Linked DNA regions of Mus musculus: regions 1, 3 and 4 are each linked to region 2. The links are chromatin contacts, called in public HiChIP or PLAC-seq and promoter capture Hi-C maps. All regions are on one chromosome and are shown on one strand. Each heading gives the region's core, a stretch centred on a gene start, on an enhancer-like site or on the middle of the called end of the contact. The rest is flanking DNA. Distances are from core to core; before and after follow the strand shown.

The links. Promoter capture Hi-C pulls out the DNA fragments that hold promoters and counts their contacts. HiChIP or PLAC-seq counts read pairs in DNA pulled down with a chosen protein or histone mark.
Region 1: a FOXA1 HiChIP or PLAC-seq map of pancreatic cancer cells shows a contact between it and region 2. The contact joins the promoter of Mtcl1 here to the promoter of Vapa in region 2. A contact is called at or near these places in 1 of 39 promoter capture datasets (pre-B cells) and 3 of 115 datasets of contacts at active chromatin or transcription factors (large pre-B cells, pancreatic cancer cells and pro-B cells).
Region 3: a contact with region 2 is called in a promoter capture Hi-C map of pre-B cells, with 3 times the contacts expected there. The contact joins the enhancer-like site here to the promoter of Vapa in region 2. A contact is called at or near these places in 6 of 39 promoter capture datasets (the 3T3-L1 cell line, the C10 cell line, hippocampal neurons and 3 more) and 3 of 115 datasets of contacts at active chromatin or transcription factors (astrocytes, embryonic limb bud and embryonic stem cells).
Region 4: a promoter capture Hi-C map of liver shows a contact between it and region 2, with 2.8 times the contacts expected there. The contact joins the enhancer-like site here to the promoter of Vapa in region 2. A contact is called at or near these places in 7 of 39 promoter capture datasets (the 3T3-L1 cell line, hippocampal neurons, liver and 3 more) and 3 of 115 datasets of contacts at active chromatin or transcription factors (bone marrow-derived macrophages, embryonic stem cells and epiblast stem cells).

Annotation. Positions count from the first base shown.
Region 1 is chr17:66,447,925-66,451,618 of GRCm38.p6, forward strand. It overlaps Mtcl1 (microtubule crosslinking factor 1), which reads right to left and starts at 1,826. Exons shown (of 14, transcript NM_172963.4): 1 at 393-1,826. The coding sequence starts at 1,421.
Region 2 is chr17:65,611,480-65,614,856 of GRCm38.p6, forward strand. It overlaps Vapa (vesicle-associated membrane protein, associated protein A), which reads right to left and starts at 2,076. Exons shown (of 6, transcript NM_013933.3): 1 at 1,741-2,076. The coding sequence starts at 1,819.
Region 3 is chr17:64,666,772-64,670,488 of GRCm38.p6, forward strand. Man2a1 (mannosidase 2, alpha 1) reads left to right here. Exons shown (of 22, transcript NM_008549.2): 7 at 1-152; 8 at 2,641-2,818. Among named protein-coding and RNA genes, the nearest start is that of Man2a1, 67 kb to the left of the region's middle. Within about 2 kb of position 2,025, at least 52 of the 459 cell types and tissues checked have an H3K27ac peak or open chromatin away from gene starts, as enhancers often do. A contact at or near this core is called in liver and pre-B cells, where this site is marked.
Region 4 is chr17:64,621,163-64,624,388 of GRCm38.p6, forward strand. The region is part of intron 1 of Man2a1 (mannosidase 2, alpha 1); the gene reads left to right. Among named protein-coding and RNA genes, the nearest start is that of Man2a1, 21 kb to the left of the region's middle. Within about 2 kb of position 1,334, at least 106 of the 459 cell types and tissues checked have an H3K27ac peak or open chromatin away from gene starts, as enhancers often do. A contact at or near this core is called in bone marrow-derived macrophages, liver and trophoblast stem cells, where this site is marked.

The DNA of each region.
Region 1 (3,694 bases), core at 576-3,075, 840 kb after region 2:
ACTCGAAGGTCCTCCTGCAGGTAAGTCTGGAACCTGGAAACCATAGCATACCCAAGTGCACGTGTAGGGGGCTACAGCTGGGCATCTAGATCACCCTCTTCAACAGGTGACAGTGCAGGGGTCAATGTATCCAAAACGATGTATAGCCACCCGAAACGCATCAGCAAAGACAGGCAAAACAGTAAGAGCAAAACTGGGGGAACCAGACCTACAGGTCCTCCTACAAGTTTGGAGTTAGGTTACCAGAAGCTAGCGGCTTTGGGTAGCAGTTAGGGGCAAAGAAGGGTAAAGAATTAGTGAGACCCCAGGAGACGAGCTCACATGACCCCAGGGAAGCCAGGGGATCCCGGGTCGGCTTCCGAGACACACCTGCCACCCCGGCTGCTGCTCACCTTGAGGTAGTCGTTCTCCGAGCGCAGTTCCTCCATCTCCCTCAGCAACTCCTCTTCCTCAGCCACCACCAAGAGCCGGGGCTGTTCGCCCAGGCTAGGCTCCTTGGAGGTCCCCAGAATCGTCCGCTCCGGTGGCGCTCGGCCCCCAACATCCTCCTGAGAACCGGGTCCCGGGGACCCTGTGGAGGCCCCGCCTGGGCTGCTTCGGCCCCCGAGACAGGCACTGGCGACAGGGGGCGCCGCGAGCAGGATAGGGGGCTCGGGGCTGCCCGGCGGCGGCCCGCGGGATCCGGAGCTCGGAGTGGGTGCTCCGCGTATGGGTTCCCGGTCACTGGAGCCGGTGCCCGACTCAGCGTCGCTGCTGGCGGCGGGGAGTAGGCGCTGCTCATCAGACAAGGGTTCGGAGGCGCAGTCGGAGAGATCCGAGCTGCTGTCCGTGTGGTTGATACGACAGCCAGCCACCGAGGTCACAGAGAGGGTCACGGCGGGGACCCGGGAGGCGCGAGCCGGGGGCACGACGGCGCGAGCTGGAGGCGTCCCGGGGCCGCGCTTGGTTTTGCGACCCTTCGCGACGGCAGGCGGTGGCTCGGCCCCAGTCGGCCTCCCAACCCGGGACAGTGGCTCCGCCGGCCCCGCGCGCGCCGCCCTCCTGGTCCCCGGGACGGCCTTAGCGCCGCCCGCCGACCTGGCTCCGGCGCCCGGCGGCGGCTTGTCCTTCGCGCCGGGGACTACACCGCTGCGTCGGGAGAGGCGACCGGGCGCGGCCGGGGGCCCGGGCGACGGCGGCGCCTTCCCGGCAAGGCTAGGCGAGCGAGGAGCCGCGGGAGTCGGGGCACGGCCCGCAGAGGGGGTGGCCGTGGCGGGCCGCGTGTGCAGGTCCTTGAGGAAGGGTCTGGCGGGCGAGGGTGCGCGGTGCAGCCGCCTCCTCTCGGCCAGCGGGTGCAGGTGGTGGTGGCGGTGATGCTGGCCGGCTGGCTGCGGCTTGGTGTCCGGGGCGCCGCCGCCCGCGGGGCCGTTCAGCGTCTCCATGGCCCGGGCGGCGGCTGCGATCCGCAGCTCAGGCGGCAGATGCTCCGGGCGGCGGCGGCGGCGTGCAGCCTCCCCGCGCGCCCGGTCATCACTGACCCCCTGCCCCGCCCGGCGTGCACCCTGCGCTCCCGCCGTCCCCTCCCCCGCACTCAGCCGACCCGGGGGAGTGTGTCCCCTCGCTCAGGTCAACGGCGCTCGGATCCTCCTGGCACAGCCGCCACGGCCGCTCGCATCCCCTGCACCGTGCGTTCAGAGAGCTGAAGTGGCCGCCACCGCGGCCTCGCACAAAAACACTTGTCTGGCGACGCGCGCCCGGCTCCCGAGTTCCGCTCCCCGCCCACTGCCAGTCCGCGGGGGATCGGCAGCCACGGCTTCTGCTCGGCTGCTCCGGCGGAGAGAAGCTGCTGCACGCGCGTCCCCCTCCGTCCCCAGCCCGACGCGCACGCCCCGCCTCCTGCTAGCGGGACGGGGAGGGGGCGGGGCGGGCAGGAGGCGGGGCTGCAGCTCGGGGGACGCGGGAGACGCAGAGCCCGAGTGCCCACGCGTCCACGCAGCAGAGGACCACTCTTTGCCTTTGGATGTACTGGGGCTACCACCCTGAGCCGGCTAGGAAGGGAAGAAGCTGGGGTGAAGGGAGGGAAGAGGGCGGGCATCGGCCACTTGGGGACACTTCAGGTGCAGGCGGGGTAGAGGGCCCCTCTGCGGTGGGTGCCAGCCTTCTCTCTGTTCCACCCAGCCCCCTCTATCTGACTCCTGCCTCCCCTCTTCGCTTCGCTGCCCACCGCTCTCCCCAGAGCTTCTTTAAGGATTCCTGGTACCGGATGCAGCGTCAGGACCGACACAGCGCTCCACAGTTGGCACCCCCAGTGGCCTGGGCAGCTCTGAAAGGGAGGAGCCGCTGTAGAAATCGGAGAAGCAGCTCGTCAAGCCGGGGTCTGAAAGGGAGCTCACATTTATAGTTCCGGCGACCTTGCTCCAGGCACTGCTTCTACTCGCATGATGACAGTCCCGAATTCGAAATCCTGTTTTCAGAAGGAGACATGGGCACGAGGAAGTGAAGTGGCTTGTTTGAACTCCGGGGCTGAGCGGGGATTCAAACCTAGGTCTACCGGAGTCTCAGCAGTACACGTTTGCCTTAGAGCACCAAGGAGCCTGAGGGTTCCGCTCCGTGGGCAAGGTACTTGACCTTTTGGGTCTCCGATTCCCGCCTCACCTGTAGAATCAGAGAAAACCGAATGTAGATGTATTCTGATTAACTGAGCAAAGAGAAGGACTCACCCGTCCACTGTAAAGTGCTTTTGACAGATGTTCCGTGTGGTTTATATCCCAGGCTTTGGATGTTGGGCAATAAGCGCCCCGAGGACAAGTCTAAGTTGTCCTCTATCTAGATTCGGGATTTGGGGAGCAGGGATGAACAAGAAGAAGACGCCAGCGGGGAAATCCTGTGTGTTTCCTGAAAGATGCTGGTCTTGAAGTTCACAGCACAGTTAAGTGGGACAGGGCTTAGACCTAAAGCTGTGGAGTGGAAAGTGAAGGATTCTGGTTGATCTTATTTGCTGAGAAAGATCCCAGAGCCGCAGGGTGGGGCAGAGGGCATGGTGTGGGTGACTGCATCCCGAAGCACGAGGAGAGTACAGACTTGAAATGTTAAAGGAAAATTGTACTCAAAGTCCGTGGTCTTAACGACAGAATGGCCTTCCGTAGCCCGAACCGTCAGAAGCTGCAGGAAATGGCTTTTTTTTTTTTTTTTTTTTTTTTGATTATAAACCAGAAGATAGAATGTCTTGTTGGGGCTTGAGCTCAGATCCTATTGAAACCTTCCGACACAATTTGCACTTACAGGCCTGGACTTTGCGAGTCACTTTTGTGAAAATCTTCTGAAAGTGAGGCACACCCTATATAATCCGTAATAAGTACCTTTTGAGACCTGCCCCTTGAAGTGCTTGGAGGCCGGCAGGCACGCTTGACTAACTGTGTCCACGAGACTGTGTCCACGAGAGGGCGCTCCAGCGTTCCCCTCCAGTACCAACGTGAGGAGTCAAAATCCCCTGCCAACCCTCACATTCCTGAAGAAGTATGACCAGGACTCTTAACATGTCACCTTTTCAGACCATACACAGTCATGAAGAGTCCACCCAAAAGTGTTTCAGTAAGTCTTCCAAAAACTTGCCGACTGGGACCCAACTTCCTTTCCCTTAAAAAGGACAACGTTCCTCCTTATTAGCATCACTCAATACATACAATACATGGAATACAATACATACAATAGCATC
Region 2 (3,377 bases), core at 826-3,325:
TGGATACTGCACAATGTAGTATTTCCAATCGTTTTTAAAACCTGTCTCATAAAAGACTTTTCACACATGTCTATGTGGTACAGATAATTTTCTCTTACAGTCAAAAGAGAAAAAGCAAACCACACAAAATATCGTAAAAATGTTCATTAAATCGCTTCTATTACCTATGGCTACTACAGTACTATAAGAACTTCTCAGCAAACCCCGCCCACTCCCTCCCCCCCTCCCCCCCCCAAAAAAAACCAATCAGGCAATACAGAAATTTGCTGCAGGAAAATACACACTACCCGAGGTTCTGAGACACTGTCTAGTGTCTCCCTTGTAGCCCGGGTTGATTTCAAACTTTGGATGGTTTCTGGACTTCCAGAATGCCGGGATTATAAGTGTGGTTCACGACCCAATTCCAAAGATATTAGAGCTGCCTTAAAATCACAATCAAGTTCTTGTCTAGTAAAGAGAAACTTGTGAATGTACTGAAACACCTGCAGGGCATGTGACTAGCAGAATACCCAATGTTTATAAGCCCTAAAACTATTTAAGATATAAAATCTTTAAGTGTCTGGAACTATTTTAAATTGTTCCCACAAGGACAATTCAGCTATTTTCATTTGGACTAACTCTTACACTACTATTAATGGGTTTACTTTTTCTCTTAGTACTGGAATCGATGTGCGCCTAAGGAAAATTGTTTTCATCAGTTCCTGAAATTAAAACGCAAGGTATTAACTTTCGGGGGGGGGGGAGGGGGGCACTTTACATTTAAAGATAGGAAGGATCACGTTTTCTCTTTAGCTCCATTCTTTTGGTTCTCCTTAAAATAAAGTAAATTGTTCTGTGTAACGTTTCGTTTCCTACACACTGAGAAGGCAAACCGCCTTGGATCTGAACAAGAATCACCAAGCCACTGTCTATCACAGTCAATGCTCCAAAGTCAACAGTTCCAGAGCTGTGTGGCACCTTAGCAGCTTTCTCGGGATACGCAGGGAAACCGCAAGCGTAAGCGGGTCACAAACGCTGAAAGAATTCTTCAGTAAAGACAGTGTGCACTCAAGGACTGGGTCCTCCGTACCTAGGGACAATCCGAGCTGACACAAGGGACCCACTACCATTAACCTCTGACCATGCATGCCCCAGCTGACGCACAGCTTTCTGCCGCGCGCCTGGGGGCCGTGCCAACACGCGGGGTCAGTCCCAGCCAGAGACTCTGCTGCCTGGTCTCCCGGCTCAGCCAGAGTCCCGCACCTGACCGGGAAAGACTCCGGGCGAGGCCGCGACCGTGAACGCCTCCTCGCCCGCGGCGGACCGCGCCTGCCCAAAGCCGCCGAACGGCGCCCACTGGCGCCCGCCGACTAGGGAGCTCCGGCTCCCAGTCGCCCTCCCGCACCGCCCGACCGCACCGCGCCGCGCCGCGGCCGCCCCTGGGGCAAGGACGCCATGCGGGCCGGCGGGCAAGGCGCGGGCGGGCTCCCACGGCGCCCCCGCGGGGCCGCAAGATGGCGGCGGAGCCCTCCGCGGCGCCCGGCGGCTCCCTCCCCTCCCCTCCGCAGCGCAGCCCAGCCCGGCCCGGCCCGGCCCGGCAGCGGCGGACGGCGAGGCGCGGGGCCGAGGGACGCAGCGGGGCCGCGGCTCCGACGCTCGGCCGGGGCGTGGGGGAGGGGAGCACGGCCCGGCCACCCCGCCGCCGCCCGCCAGCCCCAGCCCCAGCCTCAGCTCCGCTCCGGAGCGTCCCAGCCAGCCTACCTTTGAATTTGAGGTCTGAAGGAGGGTCGAGGACCAGGATCTGCTCGTGCTTCGCCATGGCCCCGGAGGCGGACGCCATAGGAGACAGCGCAGCGCAGAGCGGGGGCGCGCCCGCGGCGGCGGTTCGCTGGCGGGGGCGAGGGGACGGTGGCGGCGCCGGCTCCGCGGAGCTCTAGGACGGGGCCAGGCTCACGATTCCCGAAGCTCCGCGCCTGCTGCCGGGCCGCGGGGGTCCCGAGGGCAGCCTGTCCGCTCAGCAGCTCCGGGTGTCACAACTGACTCAACCCCACACCAGCCGCCGCGGCCACGCGCACTGCGATCCTCGGCGCCCCACGTGACGGGCCCTACGTGCCTACGTGCGCGCCCCCGCGGCCTGGAGCCCTCGTGCTGGCCCCGCCCTCCGGGCCTAACTGGGGGGTGGGAGGGGTCAACGCTGAGCTAGTGCGCCTGCGCACCTCCGACTTGGCCGCAGCTCCGGGCGCCGCGCCGCTGTCAATCTCCGTAGAGCAGGGTCGGGGGGGCGGAGCGGGGCTCTTTGCGGGGAGACGCGGTGCACGGCGCCCCGGGAAGGGGGTGTCGTTCTTGGGGCCCTGGAGCTGCGAGTGCGGGGCTGGAGCGCCGACTACGACGCTACCTCACGGCGTTCCAAGTGGAATTCCGAACGGAAGAGAGTCATGAAGCGCCGGGTACCTCGACTCCCAGCATGCCCTGTGCGGGCGGCGCCTCCGCGGTGGCTGCTGGGAACCGGGAAGGCGACCTGGGTCCGTTGGAGGCGAGTGGGTGGGGCCGCTGACGCGGCTTTTGGCTCGCCGAGGGCGTCTTGTCTGCCCTGGAAAAGAGAAGGGTTTTTGCAGGCTGCCTGGAAGCCAGGCATCCCAGGAGAGACCGCCCTTTGGGAGAGCGGCAGGGCGTGTCCCTCTGGTCTGCTGGGGATTCCTTCCGCCCTCAGCGAACGTGCGCTCCGTTCTGCCTGCTGTTCCAAGACTGCCTCCTCCCCATCTCCCTCCTGCCCAGCCAAAGGAAACACATCTCGCTCACAAGCGAACGAGTTCCAGGGGAAATCTGTGCCAGGCACAGTTTCTCTACAAGGGTAGAAACGAAATCTCTGTTCCTACAGCGTGGAGTTCACGTGCTGTATCTACAGTGTGGTTCACTTCAAACTCATACCCAAATCTGTTTGCCACATTCTCGTGCTAGGGACGAATTTTATCTGTATCACTTAGGAGAGCCTGTACCAAATGAGAAAAAAAAAAAAAAATGCCAAGCAAGTTGCTGACAGATATTCAGCCCCTTGCCAGGGTATCCAGGGACGGGAAGAGCAAACAAAACAAATGGATGTGCTGTAAAAACCTTTATTGTGTCCTATGGTGCTGCTTGAATTTAAATCTCTAGGAAGCTCCGTGCGAAACAAAGCACATATTCATGCTTCTGCCACGAAAAGGCACTCTAGATTGCTTGGAAGTAAATGTCGAAATGAGCAGTCTAGAATACAGCTAATTAGACTTTTTCAACTTGCCGCCCCGACACCTGAAAAACTTTCATGCCACTCGAGGTATATAGGATATAATAGTGGTATAAAGCAAACATTGGTCGTTTAAAAAAAAAAGTTTGTTTTCTTTCTTTGAATGCTTACTTTG
Region 3 (3,717 bases), core at 775-3,274, 940 kb before region 2:
ATGCCCTTCTACAGCTACGACATCCCTCACACCTGTGGGCCTGATCCTAAAATATGCTGCCAGTTTGATTTTAAACGGCTTCCTGGAGGCAGATATGGTTGTCCCTGGGGAGTTCCCCCAGAAGCAATATCTCCTGGAAATGTCCAAAGCAGGTATTAAAATGTATGTTTTATAAGACACAGAGAACACTGTGGCCACTCACTTCCCTGTTGTTGAAGGGCCGAATAAGTGGGTGTTGGCAGCCAGCATTATCCTCATTCAGGCCAGATCTAATGCAACTTCGGAATGTCAGCACCCCTGCGCGTTATAATTAAATGGCAAGTGAACAATGACAGATCAATATACAATGGCTACCTTCCAATACACTGTTATTACCATCTCCTTTGCACTCACTGTAAAAGCTTTCTACTGGGTTTGATTGATTCCATATACTTCTGTTGATAATAAGACTTTTGGTCCTCATTGTACGAAGTGGTAAGAAAAGCAGCTCAACTGCAAAAACACATTTATTAAAATGGAGCACATGAAGAGTATAATTATCTCTTACCTTAATAACAATTTCAGTAACGGTGAGTTGCACAGCTCGGATGAATACACATTTTTGTATCTTTCTGATGTTTTTGACTTACAGAAAACTTTAATTAGAATTATTTATACTTAAGTACATTTGAATAAAAATTGCAAGGATGGACCACTTCTTCAGAAAAAAATGCAATAATGAAGGAAACTTCTCATTTCAAGTCACATATAGTTTCTCATTTTGGTTCCTTAAAGTTCAGTTACTACACTAAAGGTGAAAGATGTGTAATACATTGTGTTGTAATATAGAAATACCAAATTCTGCTAGGGAAAGAATACATTTGAATAAATTGATAATTATGTAATATCATCCGTATTTAAAAGCTCTTTTAAGTAGTTTAGTAAAGTAACAGTTCTGGGTTCTCTGGTATTTTTAGGAGTATATATCAAGTATACACACATACACATGTATGATTAAATGGATATAGGCTATGAGTTTGAGAGAGAGCAAAAAGAGGTTACATGGGCATGGTTGAGTAGCTTTTTAAATAAGTAGATATGATAGTGCACATTGTAGGTGTTATGAAGGATGCCAGGCATGATAGTGCTCATACTGTCTTCTCTCTGTGTGTAAACCACACATACAAGCTTTGGTTTATTTATTAGTCAACATTTTTATTATTTATTACTAGTATTATTACCTCAGGAATATAGTTGAGTGCTCATCTACAGTACATGTTTTATCTGCTCTTATATTTTATTTTAATTCCTCTTACTGGGGGAGGGAGTTTTGTTTCATTTTTCATGTGCATTTCAAATTAGAAGTAATAATAAGAAATAAATTTAGAAAATGTGGAGTTTAGGTAGTTGGTAATAAAGATTAATAACTATCTCACCAAATGCTAATCCTAGAAAACTATGAATCATATATTATTTAAAATCACTATGATTATATTTTACTCATCATGCTATTAAAACTAAGAATTATATATTATAAGAAATTACTATGAAGATAATTTGAAGCTATTAAATTACTGCTAAAAATTTGTATTTGCAAAGCAGTTTCAGAGAGTATAAATTTCAGAATGTCCATATGGGATTCTAAGTTTAATTAAATGTTATTTTTTCATAAAATAACCCCTATTGATGTTCTTTGAGGTACTTTCATAAGTTTTATATTGGGAATTGAAATTTACTTTTGGATAATCTTTGAAGTGAAGATTGGAATCCGAGGCGAGAAACAACTCTTGTCATTTAAACACGAGTGCCTCAAGCTTTGACTCTCCCCACCCTGAATGGCTCTGGCTTTATCTGCTTATTTAGTTTCATTTTGTGGGTCTGTCTTCCTGTTTTTTCAATGGTGTTCCAACTCAGTGCCCCCTCAAAGGGAGTTCCTCTAGAGCACTGACTCTGAAGTATAAAAGCTGTCGACATCAGCATGCCATGCGTGGCTGGCCTTTCAGGGTCATGGTTCAGAGCCCAAGAGGGTGGAAACCAGAATAGCAAATTCAGGTGCCAAGCAGGAGCCACTGACCAGGACAGTGTGACAGTGGCCAGGGTGTTGGTGGCAGCTGTACAGTGAATGGCTGTTCCTTTGGAAGGAAAATATTAAAATTCCAGGAAATATTTGGTATCATGATTTATACTTTTAATCATTTTCTAAATATGCTTTTTCCATGTTTTACCAGAGTATTAGATTTTTGATTGTTAGAAAGTAGGATATTAAAATAGAGCAAAGGTCAGTATTGATATGTAGTTGAGAGACTTTACATCTTCACATATGAGATTATTGTAAAACATGGGCTGTCTGGTGTTTAATTGCTGTGGTAAGGAAGGGGATTCCAGGAAGACACTGGTATCTCAGTTGGCTATGACATCTCAAAGGTTATCTATTGGAAAATGATATAACTTCCGTACAGTAAGAATTTATAGCCATTTAAAACAGACAATAAATGATGGAGAAAACATGTCTTATAAATTTCACTTAACCTAATTTTTAAAAGGAATTAATAATTTTTTTTCATATAATACACCTTTGGTTTCTAAGCTGTCTTTTTCCTGAGTTGCCGTGTCAGCTTTTCCTGATATAATTTTTTAATATCTCCCCCTTCCCTTTCACAGGGCTCAGATGCTATTGGATCAGTACCGGAAAAAGTCAAAACTTTTCCGCACTAAAGTTCTGCTGGCTCCACTGGGAGACGACTTTCGGTTCAGTGAATACACAGAGTGGGATCTGCAGTGCAGGAACTACGAGCAACTGTTCAGTTACATGAACTCGCAGCCTCATCTGAAAGTGAAGGTGAGGAGAGAGCCTTTCTGATGTTTCTGAAGTTGAGCTTCCATCCTCCACTGAAGACCACAGTATCTGGTGTCTCTGTCCCGTGTCCCTGGAACCTGCCTGTATTAACCACAAATGTAACTTTGCCATACGCGGTTGGTGCCATTTCCAAAAGTCATCCTTTCCTCCTGTGTGTGAGGAAATGTCCTGCTTGGGGATTAGAGAAGCAGTCTTTTTATGCGATTTTAAAAACGGTACCTACTAAGTCTCAGCGTCTCCGTCGGGATGTCTGCTTCGTCTACAGCACGTGAAGGTTATTGGTTTCCCTGCTCGTTGCCCCTGTGCTTTACTGATGTGACTGGCTGCCAGGAATGAGCGTTTCATGGGTTTGACAAATGTCTTGTGTTCAGAGAATTCACTTTCATGTTTTCCTAAGCGGAATGATTTCACGCTAAGTACCTCCCTCGCTGGCTTTTCAACTTTTTTCACCTTATATCTGAGGCAGTACCTCACTGAAGCTGGAGTTTGTGTACCTGGCTAGACGGCGTGAGTGACCAATGAGTTCCAGAGCTCCTCCTGTCGCCACCTCTGTAGTGCTGGCTTACGTGGACCACCGTGTCTGGCATTTTTTTTTTTTTTTTTTTGAGACAGGGTTTCTGGAACTCACTCAGTAGACCAGGCTGGCCTCCAACTCTGAAATCCGCCTGCCTCTGCCTCCCGAGTGCTGGGATTCAAGGCGTGCGCGACCACACCGGGCTGTGTCTGGCATTCTTATGTGCGCACTGCTGATCTGAACTCAAGTCCTCATGCTTTGCGGCAAGCGCTTTAGCCACTGAGCCATTTCTCCAGCCCTCTAAATGCATCTTATATATCTTACTTGACCCTAAAGAATTAGGGCATAATTTTGTCATTTTCCCATT
Region 4 (3,226 bases), core at 84-2,583, 990 kb before region 2:
TTGAACCTGCAGCCTTGAGAGGATTTCCCCAGGAGTGAAGCCTCGGAGGAGATGACAGAGGTGGGCTTGGGCTTAGAAATTGGGAGGACCCTGGCCTCTGCTTGTGAGGCCTCTGAGCTGTGGAAGGAAAGACAGCCCTCTTTGCAGGTGAAGCCTGAAGGAAGAAGATGCACAATCAGCCGTGCTTGAGTGGTCACAGTAACTCTCGTCGCCAGCAGCCCGTGTCCTCCCTGGGGCAGATCATTATGTAATGTGTTAAGAGTTGGCTGTGGACAGTGATGGATCTCTTTCCTAGGATGGAGTGGGCACCGATCCTGGTCTACCTCGTTGTAGACTCTAAATTAGCTCTGCCCAACGTCTTTGATATGTGCCAGCTTTTCCCTCAGCTCTTCTCTTTCACCACTAGCAGAGAAAAATCAAATATGACCTTCTTCCCCCTCCCCGGCAGAACAGGGCTGAAGATGCCTCCCCATAGAACTGATTAGCAAATCAAAGGATAACACGCTTTTCTCACCAGTGGGTTTCTTGCCCTACAGAAAACTGTCTTTTTCAGTATTCCTATCAGCATTCTTTGACCTGTCAGCGTAATTGAAACATTATCTATCATTTCTGTTTCTTTAATGCACACCACAGGTACATCCCTTCAGGCCACACCATTTCCTCCCAGCCATGTGGGTGGAGTTTGCCTATGAGGTATATGGTAAGGATTTTGGCTGTTTGGAGGGAGACCTTATTCCGGTGTGTAATATAATTTAAAAATGGTTTTCATTAGACCATTAATGCTGACAGAGCCTCAGGGCACACTCTTCTACCCGTACTTAAGTTACTATAGAACCCTGGGCACTGGTTGTTAATTGTATCTTCAGAGCTATCATGAAAGTGAAAGCCACCTTTAATGTCTGTTGGCTCCCTCTTCCCAAACCGTAGCAGGTGATGTTTATACTGAGTCTTTCTCTGACACGGAGGGTTTGGGAGCAAGGCCCATAGCAGAAGCTTTCCCTAGACTGCTCCTTGCCCTCCTCACTGTGAGTGTTGAGCTACAGTGGGCAGCTGGGCTAAGGATGTGGGTCCAGGGGGAACCTCGTCCAAGCACAGAGAACCTTGGAGAGGTGTATCATGCTCAGGCAGCCTCGCATAGTATCGTTAAAAGCTCTGAGAGCACACCAAAGCTTCATTTTAGGGAGATAGTGCGACAGCTCTGAAGGTCTGATTCTGCACAGAATGGGGACTTGCTTGATTGAGACCTCGGTGCTACGATGGCCTCTGGAGGGAGTTTCGGTTTCGAGACTGGAACTCCTCAGCAGGATGAGTCAGAACAATTGTAGGAAGCTCCAGGCTGTTCTGATGTGGTCATGTGTGAAGAATCTCCCCATTTGTTCCCTGTAACTATGGAAGTGTGGACAGAGACACCGTGCGTTTGACTCTCAAGCCTTTTTATTCTTTCGGGTTCCATGGGGAGCCACAGCAGAAGAGGGCTTTAGGTCTTTGCATAGCACAGAACTGCTGGCCCTCATAGCCAACACTGATGTGGCCTTCGTTGGTATGGCGGGCATGGCCAGCCTTTTTCCAGTGTACTGGCATGGCCATGGTATTACAATCTACATGTTTATACTCTGGAATTGTACACTCTAGTTATAAAAACAGCCATACAGGAAACCTCATCATGTTAGAGGCAGTTTAAACAAATAAGCTTTTTGTGTTGGGCCACATCTATAGTTCTGCGCTGCAGGCTGGAGGCTCCTGGCTACCTTATCACTAAAGGGCTCTGGTGATCTGGAGCCCACATGATTTCTCTCTCTTCTAGGTATGATCAGAGAGTCAGTCCTGTGTTGAGACCCTAGGTCTCCTTGGCTATGCTGTGTCCTCTTTGCACTTTATCTGCCTACCCAACTTTATGAGTATAATTAAATCTTTGACTCACTGTTAAACCAACAAATATTCACAGTAGGTTAAAAACAATGTAGGTTTTAGTTAGATGTTTTGTCAAAATTGCACCATTGTAGATATTATGTCTTTCCTTTTGCTTCCTCCAGGTTGTCAATTTTCATCAATATTCTATTTAGATAAGTTTGTGTAAGGTCTTCAGATTTTGTTATTCATTAAAAAATTACTTAGAAGCTGGGCATGGTGGTGCACGCCTTTAATCCCAGCACTCGGGAGGCAGAGGCAGGTGGATTTCTGAGTTCAAGGCCAGCCTGGTCTACAGAGTGAGTTCCAGGACAGCCAGGGCTACACAGAGAAACCCTGTCTAAAAAAAAATCCAAACAAAACAGAACAAATTCTATGATGGGTGTTTTAACTGCACGTGTGTCTATACCACTTGCATTTCTGGTGTCCACCATTGGGTCCCCTGGTACTGGAGTTACAGATGGTTGTGAGCCACCATGTGAGAGCTGAGAATCAAATCCAGGTTGTCTGGAAGAGTAGATAGTGCTGTTAACCAGAGCCATATCTCTGGTTCTTTCTTCTTACACTTATTAAAGATTTTTTTTTAATTTTATTTTAAAGTGTATGTTTGTGGTGTGTGCGTATGCATGTGTGTTGCTTATAATGCTATCTTGTATATTCAAACACACACATACATACACACACATGTATGACAGTATATATCTTAGGTATTTTTGTCTTCCCACCGTGTGGCATTCTTCCCAACCCTAGACTTACAGTTCAGAGCAGTTATTGAGAAACATTTTACAAATGCATGAATATCTTTCCTGTACTTGGAACTGAGCATCCAGGGTTGAACAAGTCAGAGATGGATCTTCCTGCCATTAGCTGCAGGAATTGGGAAAGCAAGGTTGTAAGGATGTCAAGCTTTTTAATGTGGGGATCAATTAAAAACAAAAATGCCCTGCATGTCACACAGCATAATAAAAGCACCCTGACTGGCTTATTAGGGCATGCTTATGTCTGTGGCAGTTAAGAGTTGATGAATTGATTTTTTTCTAGATTGTTCAGTATGTGTTAACAAAGGGAGGTAGAGCACTCTCATTCAGCTTGTATGGTTTTTGACCCTGCAAATTAACCCCAGTCTATTTTGCTTAAATTTCAAACTTCACTCTTGAATATAACATGTATCTGCAGTAGTGGTTCTAGAGGCCCTAAGATCGGTTAGGCCTGGATTTGGGGAGACAAGGAAATCATCTGTAAATATCCCGGCCATCGTCTTACACTTTAAAGATTAGATAAAGACAGTGGTTACAGAAAGGTCTTATGCTATAAGAAG